Linked DNA regions of Anas platyrhynchos: region 1 is linked to region 2. The links are chromatin contacts, called in public Hi-C maps. All regions are on one chromosome and are shown on one strand. The core of a region is the stretch at or near the end of the contact, and the rest is flanking DNA. Distances in the headings are between cores, read along the strand shown. Region 1 overlaps SHROOM3 (shroom family member 3). Region 2 overlaps SHROOM3 (shroom family member 3).

Evidence for each region. A called contact is a pair of places that touch in the nucleus more often than the background predicts.
Region 1: a Hi-C map of skeletal muscle shows a contact between it and region 2, with 2.6 times the contacts expected there. The contact joins two enhancer-like sites. A contact is called at or near these places in 6 of 8 Hi-C or Micro-C datasets (F1 follicle, F5 follicle, liver and 2 more).

What each region holds. Positions count from the first base shown.
Region 1 is chr4:18,882,262-18,885,820 of IASCAAS_PekinDuck_T2T, reverse strand. SHROOM3 (shroom family member 3) reads right to left here. Exons shown (of 13, transcript XM_038178963.2): 6 at 490-621. Among named protein-coding and RNA genes, the nearest start is that of SEPTIN11, 45 kb to the left of the region's middle. Within about 2 kb of position 1,485, at least 1 of the 8 cell types and tissues checked has an H3K27ac peak or open chromatin away from gene starts, as enhancers often do.
Region 2 is chr4:18,792,118-18,795,549 of IASCAAS_PekinDuck_T2T, reverse strand. The region is part of intron 3 of SHROOM3 (shroom family member 3); the gene reads right to left. Among named protein-coding and RNA genes, the nearest start is that of SHROOM3, 31 kb to the right of the region's middle. Within about 2 kb of position 1,254, at least 3 of the 8 cell types and tissues checked have an H3K27ac peak or open chromatin away from gene starts, as enhancers often do.

The DNA.
Region 1 (3,559 bases), core at 236-2,735, 90 kb before region 2:
CTTGGCAGGAAGGGGAATTTTGAAAGCAATTCATTGCATAGGTGTTAATCACCTCACAGAGCACTTAACTGAGGAATACACATCTGCTTTATCAGGGTAACCAAAGAGGAAGAGAAACCCTCCTACCTCCAATCCTAACCCTGGCCGTTTGTAAACCCACCAGCTGTATGGAGGCAGACGGTAACATTTTGCCATCAAATCTTTTGTCCCCTTCCTTCACTCCTGAGCCTGAGATGTAGACTGTGACCTTGCAGTCAGCAACACCAAGACGGATACTTGGGTACGAGGCAGAGCCTCCCCGAAGGCAGTGTGACACTGGAAATAAAGACATAGGATTTGTGGGATGGCTTAGAAGCACGCTAGCTTGGGAGCCTGATTCTACACCCACATAAGGTATGTAAAAAGAGGAAAAATAAGAAATAAAAAAAAGCTGGTGGCTCTACGCCTCTGGCTACGTGCAGCACAGGACCGCAGCTGTGTAGTGCTTACCTGGAGTGGTAGGACTGAGGCCAGGGGATGCCAAGCGTGCCCTGAGATATTTGCATCATGCTGGGATCGGGTTGGTTCTCCGCAAGTTTGGTTGAATGCCAGGAGTGAGGTCGGCCTGGAGTTTCACTCCGCCTAGGTAAAAGCAGAAGGATTTCGCATGTAAACAGCAGGCCAGCTCCTTCAAGGAAGAGGAATGTGAAGAAACACCGAGAGGCATTTAAAATTACTAATGCTCACTTCTGTTCACTGCTACATTTTTGTCTTTCCCGAGCGAATCATGAGCCATTCCCAGCACTCACACCACACGTCCCCCCTCGTGTTTGCAAACCAAAGAGCACGGGCAGACGAGCATCCCCACGGAGCAGTTCAGGCTGGGCTGCCTGTGGGACTCCCACACCATGCACCGAGCAGGCTGGCAGCATGGGATTCCTACAGATGCAGAAGGAGAGCTTTTCTCAAAAGGTTCCCTTCATTTTAAAGTGACTGCTGGTGCAGTCATTGAAAGGATCACATGCCACCAGGGGGTGGAAGCCCAGACAATGCTGTTTTGATCTCTCGTGGGTGCTTATAGAAATGCAGGATGAGATGTGACAGCCAGGTGCCGTGCAGCCAGGCAGCTGTCCTGCTGCTGCGTCCTGCACAGCACAGCCAGCCGGGGGCTCTTCCAGTCACCGACACTAAGAAGGCTTCCAGCAGCTCTCAGGAGAAAAAAAAAAAACACAACCAACAACCTCATTTCAAGTACATAATGGTGCAGTGGAAAGTCGAAGCAGGGGTTTAACAATCAAGTACCCTGAATGTGCCGCGCAGACTCTCCTCTGCCCCAGCCTTTGTGCTCGGCTTTAATCCTCCCTGTTTTCCATGGGGATCGCTCCCCTGCTCTAGCACGCATCCCTGCAGTTTCCAACTCTTCCTGCAAGAACGAGGAGCAGTACTGGACCTGTGTAACACCAAAATCCCAAATGTGACAGCCTGAAGGTCAACCTCGCCTACTCCTATAATGCATGAAGCCAAGAGGCGCTGACACATCTTCCAAGTCCTTGTCTCACCGAAATTTTCATGGTGCAGCATGTCCTGAATAATGTAAACAGACTAAAATGCCCTCTGCAGATATAAAACACAGGCCAAGAGAGGACTCTCCTAGCACTGCCTGAGACTGGGAAAAGAAAGGGTACGGGAAAATGTCCAAGGCAAAAACTGCTTGTTAGGGTCAGACTGCGTAGCGGCACAAACTGACATTTGCACTGACTGATGTTCTGCTCCACAGAATTGCGTTGGCAGACACTGAGAAGCAGAACCACTTCACCAGGAGGTTTTCCATGCAGATTTCAGAAGGACAAAGCACTCCCTCATCATCAGATAGAAGAACAAAAGAGGGACACCTTTTTCCTTTCACCATTTGTTGTGACAGATTGTGTTAAGGAGAGCTGAAGTGGAGGTTTATAGGGGGTGAGCTGAACCAAGCACCCTTTTACCATTTCATGTGTAGGTGTGTTTAAAACAGAGCTCTCTCGTTACGCTCCTTGCCCCAAGAAACAAGGAAACTTGCTGGCAGGATGGAAAGCTGGCAAAACTGTTTATTACAAAAACCCCATGCTTTTGCCTTCTCCGTTGCAGAGATTTAAAGACTCTCTTTGTACTTGGAAGGAGTATGAGCCCCCAGCATTAATCTTTTACTTGTGAAAGCACAAGGGATGATCACAAGCAAAGCACATTAGCCCTTGATTTGATCGGTAAAAAGCTTCAAGGAGTAGCAGAGCCAATCCTCTGAGCCACAGATATTTTAAACCCTTTTGGCCAGTATCCTTGTAACAATACAACACACGGAGGGCGAAGCTGTGAACTGAAGTCAGAAGACATGCCGTACCAGCTCAGCGCAGGATAACCTTGCATTGTTTCCACACCTACCTGATCCTGGAAACGTGGATTAAGGGTAACCGAATCTTAGCCGAGCTTAAGCCAAGAGAGGAAGCGCCGCAGTACACATGATCTCCGGCTCATGTTGCAGACTCATGCAGGTGATCTCTGAGGAGGAGGCAGGATGGAGGTACGCGTGCACCGAATGGCAGAGACCGAGGGCTTGATCCAGTCCCCCCTGAATCAGTCAGGAGACTGTCCCTGACACGGAGCTGAGGGCTGGAGAATGGCACAGCCTTGTCTGCGTGTGGGTGTCTGGTGAATGCCAGAAATTCCTACCTTCAGCCTCCTGTGACACCTGAAAATAGCACCTTGCTTCACTCTGCTTCCTTAAGCTTAGTTTATAATTAGTGTTATTATTGCCCAATAAGGGAAAAGGGCTAGAACTGGAGCGTAACACAGCAGTGAGCAACGCAGTGTCTCCAGAACAGCTATCTTCCATTAGGGATCTGGGGGGAGCTGAACGTGGTTCATCTGCCAAGCTTGCAACAGCTTCTGGTTACGCTGGTGCTACTGCAGAGCACAACTGTCAGGAAGCAATTAAAAGCAGCGCACGATTAAACTCCTCTTGGCAAGTGGGGCAGAACTGCTCTTGTAAAACCCACAGTGTCAGATCCTGATTCATCCCAGACAAACTGGCTGAGTGATAAAACTTGCAAATGCAGCAGCTAATTCCTGACTTGAGTGAAGACATAAATAATTAGACCTTTAATTGGTACAAATTTGGTATAGCTCAGTTGCCTTCAACAAAACCAGGAGCAAGAGCTGACACTGTTCTAAGATCTGTAAGATTTCAAAATGCGGAACTTTATTAATAATAATAAACCACCCCATCCCTTATCCTTTATACCTGTTCCTCAAGGGCTACACCTGCACTATACTTGCAAAAGAGTTTGGACAAACATATTAGTAAAAAATTCACTTCAAAAAATGCGGAAAGTGATCCCTCAGTTGTAAACACCCAGGCTGGAAAAGAGACCCCTGGTTCCTCATGGACACCTCCAGTGATGAGGTAACTTGGGCATCCAGGTCAGGCTGGCACCCCAACAGATGCCTCGGAGCAAAGATACTCGGGGCAGGCAACGGAGCTGATGCAATGCTGGCAGCTAACAGGTCCTGCGGCAACTTTAACACTGATGACATAGCAGATACT
Region 2 (3,432 bases), core at 5-2,504:
ATGTTTCTCTTCTGAAACTTTTCTGTGAGACAAACCTCAACACATGCTCCAAATGGCTGCTAACTTTGTGGAAGCGTGTATTTACACTTTGCCCTGCACCTGAAAATGCGAAGGTTAGACCCAGCAGTTTGACACGTAAATGCCTTTCCAGAGTAAGGGTTTCAAATCCTTGTTCTGCCATGTGTGCCACTGAAAAGTCCACTGCAACTAATTCAGAAACACAAACTGAAAATGTGCATCCTCTTCCTGCCTTTTCTGCCGCTTGGTATGATTTCCTGGTTTCTCACAGTTCTCTCAATTTTTTTTTGCTTCTTTTCTGTTTCCAAAAATGTCCTTGAAAATAAACTGACTGGACAAACAAGTACAAGATTCCCATTAACAAGGGCAATGTGGAATGACCTGTTTAGACATCAGCAGTGGAAGACGTTTGATCCCAGGAAAGAATTGGATTACGAAGGCATGTCCTCCATGAGTACTTTCAGGCTTACTCAAGTTTTACACCTAAATTAGAACAGTACACAAAAGTGACTTAGCTCCTGTGCCACAAGAATGCCACTTTGACTTGCTGGACTCTTCTCACACGTACGTCCTGTCCCGGAGGTATCAGCACTAAAAACATGAGGTGACTCCAAATGCAGACGAGCTTAGTTGGTCTGGGCACAGGGAACACTTTATCTCAGTATTGCAAAACCTTTTCCATTTCAGTCTTAAGCACTGAAGAACTGTATTCCTGCTTCATGCGCAATGGGAACAGCACCCCAACACCACCTGAACGGAGAGCAGGGGCTTGCTGCCTGTGTAGTTTATGCAATGCACTGGAAACTTTACTCTTGCATTTTGGGGATGGGAAAGAGAACAAAGGGTGAGGGGAGCAGAAGTAACTAGAATGGAAGGGAACGTGCCTGCTAAAGCCAGTCGTTACGCATTGGCTAAATCGCCTTTCTTTAACTGCCATAGCTCCAGGGGCTAAGGCAGCAGGCACATGTTTTTATAAGCTGAATCATACATTAATGAAAATCCCAGGACATTCCTACAAGAGCAGAGGCATTAGTGGTAGCCGGGATGCTGGCCAAATTCCAGTGAAGGTAACTACATTCTGTTTCCCTCTGGTCTCCCTGCCATTTCAATGAATGTGGTCAATTGTTTCAGGTCCAAGGCACTCCGCAGCGTCCCCAAGATCAGCTGCCATACCCACAGCATCCTGTACAGCTCGCAGGGATATCATTCTCGCTTAAGCAATCTTTGAGGGACTTAAAAATAGATCCTGTGAATGATGAAAACGTCCCTTCTGAGAAACAAGCTTGCAACAACAGCTGAGTCAAATGAGCTGCAGAAAATGTTAAGATTGCGTAAAAGTTCTGAGAGGACAAAACAAAAAGTACACTTGGAACCTCAAGGCAGAAACACTGTGGCAGGCACTGTTTGGGCTGTTTGATATTAGGTTAACTAATACCCTTATGGGGACTCGCCCAAGCATTGCTGAACTCAGTATATGCCTTTTCCATTTAACGGTCTTTGGATGAAGCCTATACTGAAGTATTTTTCAGAGAAAAGCTCCTCCCGTTGTAAGAAAGCAATATCCATGCAGCACTGCCCTGAAAGGCCTTGGAATAGGTATTTCACTGTGCTATGACTAAAGAAGGCCAGTACCAGCCCCTTCTCAAGGCTTCCAGATTCAATGCAAGCCCGTGTTTTGAGCCCTGAAGCTTGCAGGCCCCTCTCTGTAGCAGCTTGATCCGCTGCCTGTGCTAGACCTGGCTTAATCCAAGAAGCAGTGAGCGGTGATTCATGAGACAAACTGCACTGTCGTCAGTTGTGCCGCTGACCCTAACATTACAGACCTCTCGAATCTAACCAGTGGCCTAAATTTTGGGCAGGATTTTCCCCAGCTTTCTTCACGCCAAGCACCACTACAGCCCTTCAGCGGTTCTTCCACCAGCACTACGTGGACAGCAAAGGGACTGCACAGAATGACAGCAGCAAGGCCCACGACGTGGCTCTGGACCCACATCCACCAGGCTGACATTTTAAGGATATTCTTTCTTGTAGAGGAGCGTCCTTAACCTATAAGTTAAAAACAGGTCATGTCTAGACTGTATTGAATATGTGAAAAGCTTGGATGAGCTTAAAGAATTCAGATCACATTCAAAGGGCCTGGCAGGAGAAGAGTAAAACCAGAGGGAAATGAGACAACAAATCTTAGAGCTGCACGTCTGACTTTGCAGCTGTCCCAGCAGAAACTTTTGTGAACACTCATATTGAGCTGCTGTTTTCTTTCACACTTGCCAGCACAGTAATTAAAAACATACAAAGCTGGCCCTTTGAAGAGCTGCACAGAGCAACAGTTGCAGCAGAAGTCCCAGCATCTGTTCCTCAAGCGGAATTAGCACCGGAGGCAGATTACCTTCTTTTTGTTGAATCTCTCTTTTGCTGGTTGGACAGCCCTCCAGATCTGAACAGCGGCTTAGCAGCTTGATTCTGTCCTGCATTATTGCCCTCACTGGATTTTCCTTCTAATGTATGAAAACAGCGCAGTGGTGGTGGCCTCTCGACCAGTTTTGTTGGCACAGAAGTGCACTCTGGCGATCCCTCCCAAAGGCGCAGCTGCAATGCTGTGTTTGTGTTCAAGTGCCTTCCTCCCCTAAAGAAGGCACACAAAAAGACGAAGTGCTGTGCTTTCTATTTCGCAGGTGAAAGTATGGGCAGACTGAGGGATTTGCTGACTGCATAAAACAGCTTGCACCTGACCCCAAAATCAAACCAAGGCATCCCTCCGTGCTGGCCTGTTTAACTCCCCGGCTGTCCTTCTGCACATCTGTGCCTCAGAAACACACACACAAAGCCCAGTCGTGGTGACTCTGAAGCTAGATTTAATCAAGCTGCCTTGCTCTCTTCCTTCCTAGCATTCCTCCTCAAATCAAAGAGACAAAGAAATGCAGTTTAATAGGCCCTGTTGCACCCACCACAGAGAGCCAGGCTCATTTACCTAGCAGCTCTGGGGACAAGGAGTTCATTTTCTTACAATTGCTTGTGCTTTCCACTGCCGTGAGCTGATGATGGCTGTAAAGAGACAGCTGGTGCAGTGCTGTTTACCTGAGTGCCAAACAGAGGCACGAGACGACGTGTGCCACAGGGCTCAGCTCTGCACTGTTCGTTGGGGTGACTTCCTTGCCATTTGTACTGGCACTGCTTGTCATGAGAACTGCCTGCACTTTGGAAGAAGGCAGTAGGTATCCATCTACCAGGCAGATGGCTTCAGCTCCTGCTGAAAATGATGTACATAGACATTACAGCCCAAACGTGGCTTTCAGAGGAGCCCTGGTGATTCTGGCCGGTGTTTCAAGCAGCCCATCTATCAGAGGAAGAGGCGTCTGTCACTCAGCCATCTGCCTGAAATGCGAATCATTGCTCAGTGTCCTGATTGATTAACTA